Regions from separate parts of the Mus musculus genome. Here regions 1, 2, 4 and 5 are each linked to region 3. Evidence: chromatin contacts called from public Hi-C and promoter capture Hi-C data. All regions are on one chromosome and are shown on one strand. Each heading gives the region's core, a stretch centred on a gene start, on an enhancer-like site or on the middle of the called end of the contact. The rest is flanking DNA. Distances are from core to core; before and after follow the strand shown.

What was found. Promoter capture Hi-C pulls out the DNA fragments that hold promoters and counts their contacts. Hi-C and Micro-C count contacts between places; a contact is called where the count stands out from the background.
Region 1: a Hi-C map of bone marrow-derived macrophages shows a contact between it and region 3, with 12 read pairs. The contact joins two enhancer-like sites. A contact is called at or near these places in 23 of 484 Hi-C or Micro-C datasets (CD4 T cells, Th2 cells, bone marrow-derived macrophages and 16 more), 3 of 115 datasets of contacts at active chromatin or transcription factors (astrocytes and large pre-B cells) and 1 of 9 other capture datasets (embryonic stem cells).
Region 2: a Hi-C map of bone marrow-derived macrophages shows a contact between it and region 3, with 17 read pairs. The contact joins two enhancer-like sites. A contact is called at or near these places in 3 of 484 Hi-C or Micro-C datasets (the G1E-ER4 cell line, bone marrow-derived macrophages and cortical neurons), 5 of 115 datasets of contacts at active chromatin or transcription factors (bone marrow-derived macrophages, embryonic basal ganglia, embryonic forebrain and 2 more) and 2 of 9 other capture datasets (embryonic tail and embryonic trunk).
Region 4: a contact with region 3 is called in a promoter capture Hi-C map of neutrophils, with 6 times the contacts expected there. The contact joins the promoter of Cdca7l here to the enhancer-like site in region 3. A contact is called at or near these places in 16 of 39 promoter capture datasets (the C10 cell line, cranial neural crest, embryonic stem cells and 10 more), 26 of 484 Hi-C or Micro-C datasets (CD4 T cells, Th2 cells, bone marrow-derived macrophages and 18 more), 5 of 115 datasets of contacts at active chromatin or transcription factors (astrocytes, embryonic stem cells and large pre-B cells) and 2 of 9 other capture datasets (embryonic stem cells and liver).
Region 5: a Hi-C map of bone marrow-derived macrophages shows a contact between it and region 3, with 20 read pairs. The contact joins two enhancer-like sites. A contact is called at or near these places in 1 of 484 Hi-C or Micro-C datasets (bone marrow-derived macrophages) and 3 of 115 datasets of contacts at active chromatin or transcription factors (bone marrow-derived macrophages, embryonic basal ganglia and stem cell-derived neural progenitor cells).

What each region holds. Positions count from the first base shown.
Region 1 is chr12:117,867,077-117,869,776 of GRCm38.p6, reverse strand. The region is part of intron 2 of Cdca7l (cell division cycle associated 7 like); the gene reads right to left. Among named protein-coding and RNA genes, the nearest start is that of Cdca7l, 25 kb to the right of the region's middle. Within about 2 kb of position 1,361, at least 34 of the 459 cell types and tissues checked have an H3K27ac peak or open chromatin away from gene starts, as enhancers often do. A contact at or near this core is called in bone marrow-derived macrophages, where this site is marked.
Region 2 is chr12:117,808,975-117,811,674 of GRCm38.p6, reverse strand. No RefSeq gene overlaps it. Among named protein-coding and RNA genes, the nearest start is that of Cdca7l, 34 kb to the left of the region's middle. Within about 2 kb of position 1,329, at least 28 of the 459 cell types and tissues checked have an H3K27ac peak or open chromatin away from gene starts, as enhancers often do. A contact at or near this core is called in bone marrow-derived macrophages, where this site is marked.
Region 3 is chr12:117,384,591-117,387,290 of GRCm38.p6, reverse strand. No RefSeq gene overlaps it. Among named protein-coding and RNA genes, the nearest start is that of Gm5441, 49 kb to the right of the region's middle. Within about 2 kb of position 1,375, at least 16 of the 459 cell types and tissues checked have an H3K27ac peak or open chromatin away from gene starts, as enhancers often do. A contact at or near this core is called in bone marrow-derived macrophages, embryonic stem cells, hematopoietic stem and progenitor cells and 1 more, where this site is marked.
Region 4 is chr12:117,842,454-117,845,153 of GRCm38.p6, reverse strand. It overlaps Cdca7l (cell division cycle associated 7 like), which reads right to left and starts at 1,293. Exons shown (of 10, transcript NM_146040.1): 1 at 1,197-1,293. The coding sequence starts at 1,220.
Region 5 is chr12:117,726,859-117,729,558 of GRCm38.p6, reverse strand. It overlaps Rapgef5 (Rap guanine nucleotide exchange factor (GEF) 5), which reads right to left. Exons shown (of 26, transcript NM_001373989.1): 19 at 780-902. Among named protein-coding and RNA genes, the nearest start is that of Cdca7l, 120 kb to the left of the region's middle. Within about 2 kb of position 1,293, at least 43 of the 459 cell types and tissues checked have an H3K27ac peak or open chromatin away from gene starts, as enhancers often do. A contact at or near this core is called in bone marrow-derived macrophages, where this site is marked.

The DNA of each region.
Region 1 (2,700 bases), core at 112-2,611, 480 kb before region 3:
GTTCTAGGACAGCCAGGGCTATACAAAGAAACCCTATCTCAAAAATGAAAAAAAAAAGAAAAAGAAAAGAAAAGAAAAGAAAAATCAACTACTAGGAACAGAAAGGAAAAAGGATGGCAGTTACAGGGGCAGTGAGGAGAGATGAAACTCATGTCTAATGGGCAAGACTTTCTATTGATTGAGAGTGGTCTGCAGTGGGCAGGGGAGACAGCCACACAACACTGCACACTACCCTTGATGCCACTCAAAATGGCTACAATGGCTTGCTCTACATTATGTATCTTTTACAACTACAATAGAACACAGAGCATGTATTTTCCTTCCTTCCTCCCTTCCTTCTCTCCTTCCTTCCTTCCTTCCTTCCTTCCTTCCTTCCTTCCTTCCTTTTATATCCCTGGCTGTCCTAGAACTCACTTTGTAGACCTGGCTGACCTCAAACTAAGAAATCTACCTGCCTTTGCCTCCAAAAAGTGCTTGGATTGAAGGCATGCACCACCAGGCCCAGCTCACAGCAGACATTTTCTAAACCTTACACAAATCAAGAGTTACAAATAAGAAATTTTCTCTCAACAGTGTCTTAATCACTTCTGCTATGGCTGGGGAGAGTTGCTGGAGTTGAGTTTTAGGCCCCAGGTGGCTTTCACAAAGAATGGCAAACTTGTGGAAAACAGACACCTGCCTGCTGTTTTACTCCCTATAGCCATACGGAGCAGTCTCCTGTGGGCGAGCATGTATCTCCATCAAATACAGTGGGTTTCTCTACAGGGAGTGCCAAGGCCCTCACACCCTCACACCCTCACCCATTGCTACAGACTGGACTCGCTCCATTTCCATTGATGCCAATGTGAGGAACTGGTGGAAATCTGTACCCTCCTCACCCTGGAGCTCCCCTCTTGCCAGACTGAGGGGTGAGCAAAGATTTTTCCAATAATGACTTTTACTTTCTTTGGAAATACTACAAAGAAACAGGGAAGCCCAGCTCTCCTAAGAGTGTGTGTGAAAGAAGAGAGGAGGAGGAATGGTAAGCTCAACGAAAGACTCCCTTGCAGCTATCTGTATGGCAAGCTCGAAGGGAGACTCCCTTGCAGCTATCTGAAAGGTTAAAACACTGCACCAGGACACTGGTCCCTGTCTCTAAACCCATAAAGCAGTGACCTCTTATTGGGCCATATTTGGTTAAAACCCTTTATTTCATTGCTGCCTTTTCCTGGCTTTAATTATATGCTTCTTCAAACTCCGATATCTTTGAGAAAGAAAAAAAAAAGCAAATATAATGGAAATATGTAACAGTGGGGTACCTAGAGGGCAATGGAGAAAGAAATGCCTACAGCTAGCACTCTAAGCTTAAGAATGTCTCCTATGAATTATTATGGGTAATTGGAATGAGTTTGCTCAGGGCTAAATTACTTCCTTCCTTTGTTGTTAGCTGTGGTGCAGCTGCAGAAAAAGAAGAAAAAAAGAAAAAAAAGACAAAAGGGAAGTTTATTTAAAGAGAAACTCAAATTGTGTTTAAGGGAGGGAGCCCAGAGTCAGCTACACACACTGTGTGCAAGTTGATGTCATTTCTCTCAGCTGGACAAAATGAATCACAAGTGTGTGAGTCAAGTGAGCCTTAAGATCAGGGTTTAAAGTTAATAAAAGAACAAGTATGGAGAGATGGCTCAATGCTTAAGAGCACTTGCTGTTTTTGCAGAGGATATGGGTTCTGTTCCCTGTATCCACACGGCAGTTTAGAACCATCTCTAACTCCTGTTTCAGGGACTAAACCCTCATAGAAGCGGTGCATATATACATATACACACAAAATACACCTAAAGAAAGACAAGTGTAATGCTGCCTGCTAAGGAAACCCATTCATTCAGTACAGGAAACATCTGGCCAGCCCCTGGTGGCTTTTTCTGGGCCTCAATGCATAAGTTCAGTAAATATCAAGAGATCCTGTACAGAGCCTGAAAAAGAATGCAACCAGCCTTAAAGTACCAAGTTCCAACCTTCCAACATTCCTGGCAATTTCTATCCTAGGAAATGGTGATCAGTCCTGATGGAATCAAAACAACTTTGCTACGACCTTGCTCTTAAAGGCTTAAGAACTGTTTTCCATGTGGCTCTATAAAGCTAGTCTGCATTTCATGGCTCTGCCTTACTGCATGCTTGTGAAAACAGCTCTTTGTTTTCTGAAAGCTGCTAATTATGCTACCAAGGCATACCAAATAACCAGTATCTACTAGAACGAACACTGTAAGCAGGAGGAAATATCAGGGGCGATTAAGTGCTTTATTCTGAAGCTCGTATGACATGAGAGAGGACTGGAGAGCCATGGCCTGTGTATCAGTGAGATGGGCATGTTCCACCTGAACCAGCAAACTTCCTCAGGTGCCTGGTGAGTAGGGCGATACAGAGGGCTGCATGCTTTAAACAAGATCAAAGGTCAGGTTCCAGGAAGGTAGAAAGCACCCTGCAGGTATGAGTTCCTTCTTTGGGGACATGCAACCTGAGGCCCACATGTACTTATATCAAGGTAGAGAGAAAAGGAATCCACCCAGTAGGGAGGGCCAGGGAGGATTGGCTATGTTGAGAGAGAGCCAGCATCTGTGCTGTCACAGAAACAGGTAAAGAAAAGAAAAAGTGCCACGGGAGGTTGAGGCTGGAAATTGGTAGTCTGGATTTGCAACAGCCAACCTCACTCAACACTTCCCAATG
Region 2 (2,700 bases), core at 80-2,579, 420 kb before region 3:
AGAACTAAGGATAAGCCTAAAGGTCACAGGGGAAACCAGGAAACAGCACACTCCAAAAGGTAACATAGCATGCCCTCAAGTAAGGGGGGAGCATGGAGAATCAGTCTTAAAGAACAGTGAAATTGTATTGCAGTTCCAGGCCATTTACCTCTGCATCTACTGTGCTCTTTGATTTACTCCTAGCAGGGCAGGGACAGGAAAGACCCCTGTAGTATGAATCAGTCAGTCCATCCTCCAGACCCTTGGGTTCCCTATCTACAGATAAAAACTACAGCAGACTGAAAATATCTGTGGACAAAACTGTCTGAATTGAACGTGTATGGACTTTCCATGTCATCGTTTCTTAAATGATTCAATTATGACCACACACACAATGCATTTGCATTATATTAGGCATTATTGGTAACCCAGAGATGACCTGAAGTGTATGTGTGTACATATATATATATATATATATATATATATATATATATATATATATATGGAGGTGTATATGAGTTATTCATTATTTCTTCTTGTGCCATTTTACATTAAGGAATTGAGCATCTCTCAGTTTGGATATTCCAGAGAAGGTTCCAGGAATTAAGGCAATAACAACACCGTGGAAGGACTGGGTTCACCAACGCAGTCAACCAGCCACATAGCATATACCTTACATCTGCACAAAAGGTGACTGTGTAAACTGATCAGCCATGAACAACAATCCTGAAGTTAAACTTGAACATTGTGTTGAATCTGGGGCCCTAGTTGGAAAAGGATCCTCTCTTCTTCACGGGCATAGAAAAGGTTGTCTTTGGATCTTGGTCCTTAAGGGCTTTTGCTTCCGTCCACTGATAGAAGAGCCTCCAGACTCCCTCTCAAGGCCTGTTCCCACTCCCAGCATCCTTTGCGACTCTGGGGAACTCCTGCCCTGTATGCTGACCTACCAGAATGACAATGGGGACAATACTAACTCTCCCATACAGCCCAGTTAGCTCCCTGTTGCAGCCCCACCTGTCTCTCTTGCCTGGAACCCCTTCACCTCCTGATAGGCAGGTCTGTTTTGCTAGAGTGAAAAAATGCATCTGAGCCTCACGTGGACTAACAGAGTGGCTGAAGGTTGAACGCCAGGACCCGGATGAAAAAGGCATTTGTGGTAAATTACAGTGGAGGCCTAAAATGTGCTTTTATTCATTCTCTTCCTGTCGAGGCCCCTACACAGTAAAGAAATGATTTTGCTTTTCTCCATAACATTTTAGTGTGCCCATTTAGACAGTTCTGAGGGGCACGGTGACAGCGTGGAGGGGTTAAATGCTGCGTGCTTGCCTGACAGCCGATTACGATTACGTAACTGCCTTTCCTGTGGGGCCGTTTTCATAGTGGGATGACTCAGACCGGCAGAAACCCACAGTGGGGGGACCTCACTTGGGACAATTATATTGAATCATATGCCTTTGCCCAAACAATTCGCTCTGTGGGGAAGACGCAACTTGTGCCTGGCATCCTTTCACACAGCCTTATTTTATGTTCTTTGCCTCAGTGGGAGAGGAAATAGATGATCAGTGTTGTGCCGGGGAAAGAGCTATCTACTCCAGCTCCACAGGCTTAGACACACCATTTGAAGGCAGCCAAGGGAATTTTTCTTTGTAAAAGTCGGGAGGCTGCTTGGAGAGTGTGTGTATTGATACACAGTGGTTACAAAGTAAATAAACTGGGATGGGTGAGGAGAATTAAGTGTGGGGCAGAGGCTTCAGCGCCGGCTTGGGGAGGGGGGCACTCAGAAGGAGCAGGAATGAGGAGGCGTGGGCAAACACTGCTGTCAAGCCTCCACATACAACAAAGGTGGTGGCAATTGCTGTGTAGCTTGTGACCAGAAATTAATTGATGTACATGCAACACTCACTTAATTTGCCTAATTACAATTTGTTCACACCCGCACCACAGGGCTTTGTTACAAATGACTCTCCAGCTCAGTCCACTGGGTGGAGGGTAGACGTGTCATTCTGAAGTGGTTTGTGGGAGAAATTTGCATATAACATCTTCCCCACCAAATTATTAATTGGTTCCCGGGGAGGCCTTGGTTTCTGAGGTTCTGCTTAATTGCTATTCACGTCAAGGTTAAACATCTGCCCCCGGTAAGTGGAGGTACCCGCTAACCCAACTGCATGCCTGGCTGTCAGCATCGTGTTTACATTCACAGCTAGGGAGTTCATGTCAACACATCCTTTCCATGAAAACAACAGAAGATGTTGCTGATCACCAAGGCTGTGTGTAGACTACAAGAGGGGTGTGGGGAGGTTTGGGGGTGGCTGGAGTGTCTCCTGCCTGGCAAAGTATCAAGAATGGGATCTCCTACTGAGATGGAGTGAACACTCAGCCTTAGAAGGCCTGAGTCCATTTCCCTCTGCCATTGTGAACAGTGCTTTTTACCAGGGATTTTTGTTCCAGCTTGCAGGATAGCATGGAAGTTATAGCTTCCATTCTGTAACTTTGACAGGCATCAGGTCCTTCTCTTTTCTAAAGAGGGCAGAGGATGGTAGCATGGGGGAAAGGGGGATGAGGAGGGGCTGGGGGCGGTGTGTGTGTGGGGGGGGCTGGCTTCTACTTTTCTTCCTCACTCCCACAACCCTACTTTGTAATTCAAATAAGCCTTTCCAAAAAAAAAAAAAAAAAAAAAAAAAAAACAAGGGGGCAGCCTTAAATCTTCTAAGGCAGTTAAGC
Region 3 (2,700 bases), core at 126-2,625:
CTGCAGAGCAAAGGTGGGCAGAGAAAGAGAAAAACCAGGGCAGTTGATGGCAGCTTGGCAAAACTAAGCCTGGATAGGCTGAGAGTGCGATCGCAGCTCCCGGCAAAGGCGGAAGCTGGCCATTCTTGGAGCTAAGTCGGTAGCGCGGTCTGTGGTCTGGGCAAAGGCAGAGGCATGTTTTAAAATGACATGCAACACGAATGTGCTAGCAGATGTCCCGGTCTAACCAGATTAAACTAAGGGAGCTGGTGATGGAATGTTTTCCTTTAAGTCCTGATGCTTCTTTTTCTCTTCCTCAGAAAAAGTTAAGAAGCATTTTCAGAGCCCTGGCAAGCATGTAGCCACTCCCCAGCTTGGAGCCAGTTGCCCAGGTTTTATCTCAGCTCAAAACTCAACACCTTTGCTGTCCTGGGTTATGCTAGAGCCTTGCCCTGAGAATGTCCCCTTGTCATAAGGCACACTGTTGATCCTTGTCCACAGAGGATTTTGGAGGGCTAGCCCTAGAAGAAGGGGCTTCTGAATCCCCCACAATGTTCCTTATCTGCCTCTCTTCCCAGAGCTCCCGGCTCTGGTCCAGCCACTTTCCCACATCAGTTGAAAATAACATAAGGACATAGCTCAGTTAATACAAAGGCATCCCATCACTGTATAACTGGGTGAGACCACCACACTTGTAACCTCTGCGCTGGGGAGGTAAAGGTTGGAGGATCAGAAGTTCAAGGCTGTCCTTGGTTATGGAGTCTAGCCTGGTATACACAAGACCTTATTCTGTACTTTTAATTTTTAAATGTTGCTATTGTTGTTTGAAATAAGACCTCTCTATGTAGCCCTGGCTGTCCTGTAACTTGCTATGTAGTCTAGGCTGACCTAGAATTCATGGAGATCCACCTGTGACTGCCTTCCGAGTACTGGGATTAAAGGTGTGCACTACCACACATGTCTGAAATTCTATTTTTTTTTAAAAAATAAAGCCATATATTATGCTAGATGTGGTGGTGTATACCTGTTACTTTCAGGATCTGGGACCTAAAGATCAGGGGTTCATGGCTAGCCTTGGCTAAACAGTAAATTTAACACTAGCCTGGGGCTATGTGAAACTGTGTCTCAAAAACCAACCAACCAACCAACCAACTCCATAGGAGAAATGGTTCAGTGGTTAAGAGCACTTGCTGCTCCTGCAGAGAGTTTAAGTTCAGCACCCAGCAACCTTATGGTGGGTGGTTCATAACCATCTGTAAGTCCAGTCCCAGGGGGATCCATTGTCTTTTGACCTCTGTAAAACACTATAAATAACAACACAACATAGATTTATTTACAGCTTTGTCAAAAATTAGAGAGCTATTTTCAGTTGGCCTCCTCCTTCCTCAAAATAGTGTTGCAATCTGTGAAAGGGTGGAACCAAAGCCAGAAAACACATCTACGTAGATTCAGCTAAGCTAGCAGATAAGTCATAAAATTCACAAATTTTGGGTTCTTGTTCCAGTTTTCTAGTGCCATGGAAAAGGGTCCTAGAGAGGTTTCTCTGTCATTGGTAAGGTATTTCTTGTATGGAATTGGAACTGAAAAGGACAATTAAAAAAAAAAATCCAATTTCTAGAGTGGTTATTACCCCACCATTTTTCTTGAGCATTACTTAATGTGAGGTTTGGCATGTTGTTTCATCTAGTTGACCATCCACTGCTAATTTTGTGTAGATTCTGTAAAGCCATGGAAAGCACATGAGAACGGAGAAAGACATGAAAAACTGTTATCCAATGCAAGGGGAGCTGATATCAAAACCTGTCCTGTGCCGCCATCTAGTGGCAGGATGCTGTGCTGGCAATGACGGTAAGACCCCTCTTTCTGAGTTGGGAAGGTGTATAGGTCACTTGCTTGCCTAGTATGTTGTTAGGCTGTTGGTCACTATGACAGAACATCTTAAAAATGGAGAGGATTTATTTTTGTCGGTGATTTCAGAGGTTTCATCCCCCAACTTCTGGCTCTCACACACATATCTATAAATGTACCTTCTGCCGTGACTTAGCTTTCATGTGTTTACCAACAGTACAGTCAAGAACCTCTTTCAAAAAGGTTTATTAATGTATCTTGTATTAAGCTCTTTAATTCTAGATTTTTTTGAAATGTGGATGAAAGGAACAATATTGTCCTTTATTGACTGTTGTGTTCGGCCAGCAGACCACAACCTGGGTTCTAGCCTGGAAAGGCATTTTGGAAACCTGGAAGAGAAGAGGGGCTAGGTGGCGAGAGAAAAGAATGTAGCCAAGACAGTTACTCTGATCAAGGCTCAAATTTTATTGTTGCGACACTAGTTATGAAGGAAGGGGGAGGGGACCCGATTCCCGCCGAATAATCTCTGGTCCAGTAGAAAGGTGCACGTGTGTGGCTCCTCAGGTTCCAGCAGTGGGCGTGGCAGAACGAATGAGCAGGAAGCTCCACCCCGAGCAAGCAGGTTTCAGGCTGGGGGAGGGGAGACTACATCTCCTCCCTATTATTAACAAAATAATAAAAAAAAAAAGAAAAGGCTGGCCTGAGGGGGAAAAATTATCTATGCTCAAATAGTTCTGCCTGGAATCTAGGGCTAAAGAAAAAACTTGCTTCACTGGGATTCTTTAACCTTTCTTATGGTAAACTGTATCTGGCTTAAGACTGTCCTTTCTAGTAAACAACTAACTGAAAGGCCTGGAGCTGCAGACTCTGACT
Region 4 (2,700 bases), core at 44-2,543, 460 kb before region 3:
TCCAAAGGTGTTTTGTTACTTCCTGGAGAAGCTCAGGCTAGCCACGTGCAAAAGCAAAACAAAAACAACAACAAAAACCCTAAAGCCTGAGTCTAGCTCAGTACAGTTTTTCTTTTCTCCCTTCACTGGTGAAACCTTTTAAAATACTTTCTCACAAACCTCCACTTTCAGGACATTCTCAGCGGTCACTAACTGGACAAAGTGGCCACTGGTATCTAGCCAGCTAGCTAGTTCTCTAATTTGCCAGCACAAAGGTAAGTGCCAGACCTGGGCAGGCCAGGTCTGGTAAAGCTTGGGCGCTGTTCCACCAGGCTCAGAGTCTACAGGTAGACTACAGGGGTAAACGCAGTTCAAGAAAGGCTACATTCATGTAAAATATCCCGCACCCCACGAGCAGGGGGCTGGCCATTCCTTCTCTTTTCAAAGTTTTTCTTAGTTCATTTTTAAAAATGATTTGCTTATCACTATATTAAAAAGTGTGTGTCTGTTTAGGTGTCTTGTGGTTGTCGTTTTTTTAACAGAGTGATAATTTTAAGTAGAGAAAAACCTTGAGACTGTAAACTAACAGAAATCACAATCCTGGCACGCAATGACCCTTTGGAAGACTTATTCTCAAGTGTTAGTGAAGTTTCAAAACTTAAATTAGACCCATAATGCATAATGGATTTGCCCTTCGCTTAAGATTTGCAATCTTGAAGTTGTTTGTTAACTTGGCCTAAAGATGTTACTTACCATTTGCCAAGTAGTAAATTTATTAAAGTTCTAGAATAAAACCTACAGCAACTCAATAAAAGACTGGTATAGTGTGAGTCTCGAGATTTCTTTCTTTCTTTTTTTTTTTTTTTTTTTTTTTTAATTGCTTTTTTCTTAATCTTCCTGACCTCTGGTGCCAGTTCCGGCGAGGAAGGGGGTTGGGGAGAAATTGCACGCTGCCCTCCCGCGCGCCCCTCCCCCAGGTCTCGGGGCGCTGCACCCCGTAGCTCCCGGCCTGCAGCTCCAGAATAGGCATCCCCACCTGAGCCCCGGCTGCAGGGGCCAAACCTGCAGACCCGGGGTGGTACAGCAGGGAGCCACGCGCACTCCTACAGGACCTAAGTTCCCAGCACCCGGCCCTCCGCGTGGACCAGCCCGGCAGGACAGGGCGGGGCGGGGCATGCAGAAAGCGGCCGGGGACCAGGGCTGGGGGAAACCCTCACCTGGGAGCGCGTGGCCAGCTCCATCTTCCCTGCTGGGCTCACTTCCCTGAGCCCTGCACGCGGCCACCCGGGCTGGCGCGGCCCCGAGCACGCAGCGCGCGGAGTTTGCCGTGGAACAGCGCACTGAGTTCAGATGGGGGGGACAGCGCGGCTCCGCGCGCACCGCGCAACCTCGCACAGCCTCGGGCCACGCGCCCGCACCCGGGCCTCTCCACCTGCGGTCCAAGCCTTAAGGCCGGCGCGGGAGCGCGCAAAGGGAGCGCGCGACCGGCATTGGCCGGCGTGTTTGGTTGCGCGGGCTTCCCCCTACCGCGCAGGTCCGCGGTGGAGCCGTCCGCTCAGGTTCGCGCGGGAGACTCAAGCTGAGGCTGCACGCGCCTCTGAGCTCCGGGTACCTGGCCCGCTCAAACTCCGCAGCGCCAACCTCCGTGTCCTCGTGGCCTGAGTTCCAGGAGTGTTGCGTAGAGGCCGCGGAGCTGGCTTTGCTTTGTTGTTGGTAAGGGGCGTGGTCTGTGCGCCTCCGAAAAAGTGGCTGCCCAATTCACTGCAAAAGCCAATCACCCAAGTTTTCTAACACTGGGCAGAGGGCGACGCAGCACCCTGCACACCACACACTACAAGCAAGACCTCCGTTCTTGCCAGAGCTCCCCAGTAAGTGCCTAGATGCTAGTCACTAGCACCTACTCACCGCGGAAATGCTGGGATAGGCCTCCTGACTCAGGAATAAACAAAAACTATCTACTAGGTTGAACTTTATGGACTGGGAGCCATTACCCCCAGGATAATATGAATAACCATAGTGATAACGCAAATCTCATGATGATGATAATTATGTCACCATCACTAATTTGATGGATAATTGAAATGATTAGTAACCTAATTCCTACCACTGATTAAAAATGATAAATCTAATAATGAAAGTGCATGGACATGTAAACTTGGAACAAGTTAGATGCCATGAGGGACTGGGGAATGGTAATCTAATGGCATGGAGTGGGCTGGAGGCATCAAAGACTTAGAGCTTGAGTCAGTAGCCTGAGGCATTTAATGAGTGGAGACAGTGGGAGGCCCAAAGCAAGCCTGAGGAGCTGAAAAATGACAAGTGGAAAGGTTTAGCACAGGATGGGGTCATGAGGTGATACAGTAACAGCTTGCCTGAGTAGAAGTTTATGCAGCCAGTCTCAGCTCCTTGGATCCAGTACTCATCCTTCTGTTGTTGCTGAATGAATAGTTGAAGTTGCCAGAATGTTCTCTCAGGCTTCAGGAGGAAACGTCAAGGAAAGAGGTGTCTTGCTTTCTTCGTTAGTTGAGCAACATGTTACCAGTGTTGGGGAATGAAGTTAAGAAAACAGTGTCTAACTTTAGAAATGCACATGGCCTGGCTTAGTTGCCTATAATCCCAGTTCTGTGGAGGCAGGGGCAGGAGGATTCTGAATTTGAGACCCTACCTCAAAACAGAAGAAAAGAAAAATGCTTTACTTCTCCCGGATAATGTGTATTATTG
Region 5 (2,700 bases), core at 44-2,543, 340 kb before region 3:
CCTGAGTGAGCTCACAACACACTCCAAACAGCTTACAGTGCTGAGATGTTTTAACGAGGAAATATGAACAAATTTAACAGATATTGCAGAATGAAGCCATGAGTCCCTCCAGAAGGAAAGACTACGGCAGGAGGAAGTGTTTCTTTACATGGAAGGTGAACGAACCACATGGCTACAGACCTGTGGCATTTTCATCTCCTGATTCCTGTGAGCATTGCTACCACCGAGCTGTCAGTAGCACTTTGCTTCTAGTATATAATTCATAAACATTATAATATGCCCCCAGGGGAGATGTTCACATATACAAAAATGTGAAATTTATATGAGAATTTGAAGTTTTGTAGCACATTATAAAACTTATGAAATATTCCTAAGTAAAAAGATAAATGTATATATGTACATAGAGAGAAATGGAAAGATTAGCACTAAAGGTAAAATTACTCTTCAATCTCATTACGGCATTACATATCAGTATAAACCTATAAAACCACACCCCCACACATCACACACTTGCCTACAGGTATCTGTACATAGAAGGCCAGCACATCCACACTTACCTCACACCAAGCTCACGACAGAACAAGGACCAAAGAAAGCACAGGACATATTCTAATTTCCTCAGGATGGGGCAGACTTTCAACATACTTTAATTCCTCCAGATAGCTTTTAGACCACACTATCCTAGCACAATACACAAGTGTCTCAAAAAAAAAAATAAACCACACAGTTAAATGTTAAAACTATATTTAGCAGTTCTGTCTTTCCAGTTCCCTGCTTACCTCGTGGATTGAATTGAACAGACTCCAATCAAAACTCATTAATTCCAGAGCAAGGTCCCACGTGTTCATCCCCAAAATCCTCATTGACCTTTGCTGGGATTCCTCATTTTCTGCCAAAGGATTCTAAAGCAACAGACAGAAGCAAAAGGATCTTCAGTAGTCCCCGAATGTTCCACCGTGAATTGGCTGCCTGTAGGAAGGCTCAAGGAACCCAGATTAGAGAAGTAATCTTTTCTGAGTGCCCTTAATATTTCCCCTGCTCTGTTCACCGGCAGTGAGTTACAGCCAATTTAGGAAACAGCCCTGCAACAGTCAAATGTGATCAATGACACTTCACCCAGACAGCCTGCCCCTCCCCCTCCCCCTTCTCCATGAGCTCAGCCTGCCCATCCCCTCCCCCACCAGCTCCCCCACATCCACAAATCTGATTATAAAACACAGCCCTGACAGACAGCATAATGAAACTGAAAGCCCTGGAATCACTTTGGCTTCTGGTAAAAATTAATGTGCCAGGAGGGTTAGTATAAAAACAAACAAAAGAAATGTCACAGAGCACTTCAATAAAGACAGACATGGCTTGTACAGGAACCGTGCTTTGCCAGTCTCATCCTAGACACAGGCTTACAAATTTCATTACAAGGTCCTTGGAAAGTGAAAAAAAATCTGACATGAAATAAAAATAAAAGCTTTTTTATTTAGAGCCCATGTGACTAATATGTTCTATGTAACAATTGTTTTGCTTTGTTCTTCCCTCATGGAGAATGGGGGCTAATCACGTAGGTTGCTAACAGCACTTCCTTCAAAATCTGGCATGAGACTATTACATTGCCAATACAGCCTTAAATCTCTCAGCATGTTTGAAGTTATTAAATAAGCAATTTGGTATTTTCTCTAAAATTATTGGAATTTTCTAATTAAAATGCACATTTTCTCATTTGAGAGTTTTGAGGCAAAGAGTTAATGATTTAAAAAGCCAAAAGACTGGGAATTGGCTGCTGTGTGACTCAGTGATGGGGCCATTATGGCTGCAAGTGTGACTCAGTGACCAGGCAGTTAGGTGTGTGGTGTGACTCAGGAAGGGGCACTTAAGCTTGCCTAACATCTATGAGGTCCCTGGGGTCAGCTCCCAGAACGGATTTTTTTTGTTTGTTTGTTTTTTTAGAGACAGGGTTTCTCTGTGTAGCAACTCAGAAATCCGCCTGCCTCTGCCTCCTGAGTGCTGGGATTAAAGGCGTGCGCCACCACGCCCGGCTCAGAACGAATATTTTTTAAAAGGGACAAGCTTATTCTGCAAAAGTAAATTACATGGACTGCATGCCAGTTTTAAAACTTTGGTGTTTATGAAAATGTTTGGTATTGAAAAACAAAACAAACAAGAACCTAACACAGCCAATCTTCCCAGACTTCCCCACAGGGGAGACTGCCTTGCAAGCTGGCCTCTCTGCCTCCCCTGAGAATGTAGTGTTGTGTCAGGGGCACTGACTGAGTCTATGAATTTATGGATTCTGTGGTGCTGAGGCGGGAAGTCAAGGGTTCTTAGGAATTGTCTGCTAGGATGGGACAAGGCACTGAAATAAAGCCAAAGCTGACTATAGGGTGGGAATCAATGGTTAACCTGGTCTTTTGTCCATTTTATTTTTCCTTAAATTTGCTCTTCAGCATAGTTCTTCTACCACATGGTTCCTCAAGGCTGACTAGTGTCCTGTCCAGGCAATACTTTCTATTTTCTACTCTACCCTCTGGGCTTGATTTTGAGGAAGATTCGTTAATCTATGAGAAACTGTTAGTGGTTACAGTGAGTCCTCATGTCCTAGGCCCCAACCACGCTCTGTTCTAAGCAGACACCCCTGAAGATGAAATTCTTAAATCTGCTACCCACAAGGACATATGCCATGATGTCCAAAGCAGTTGTAGAAAATGC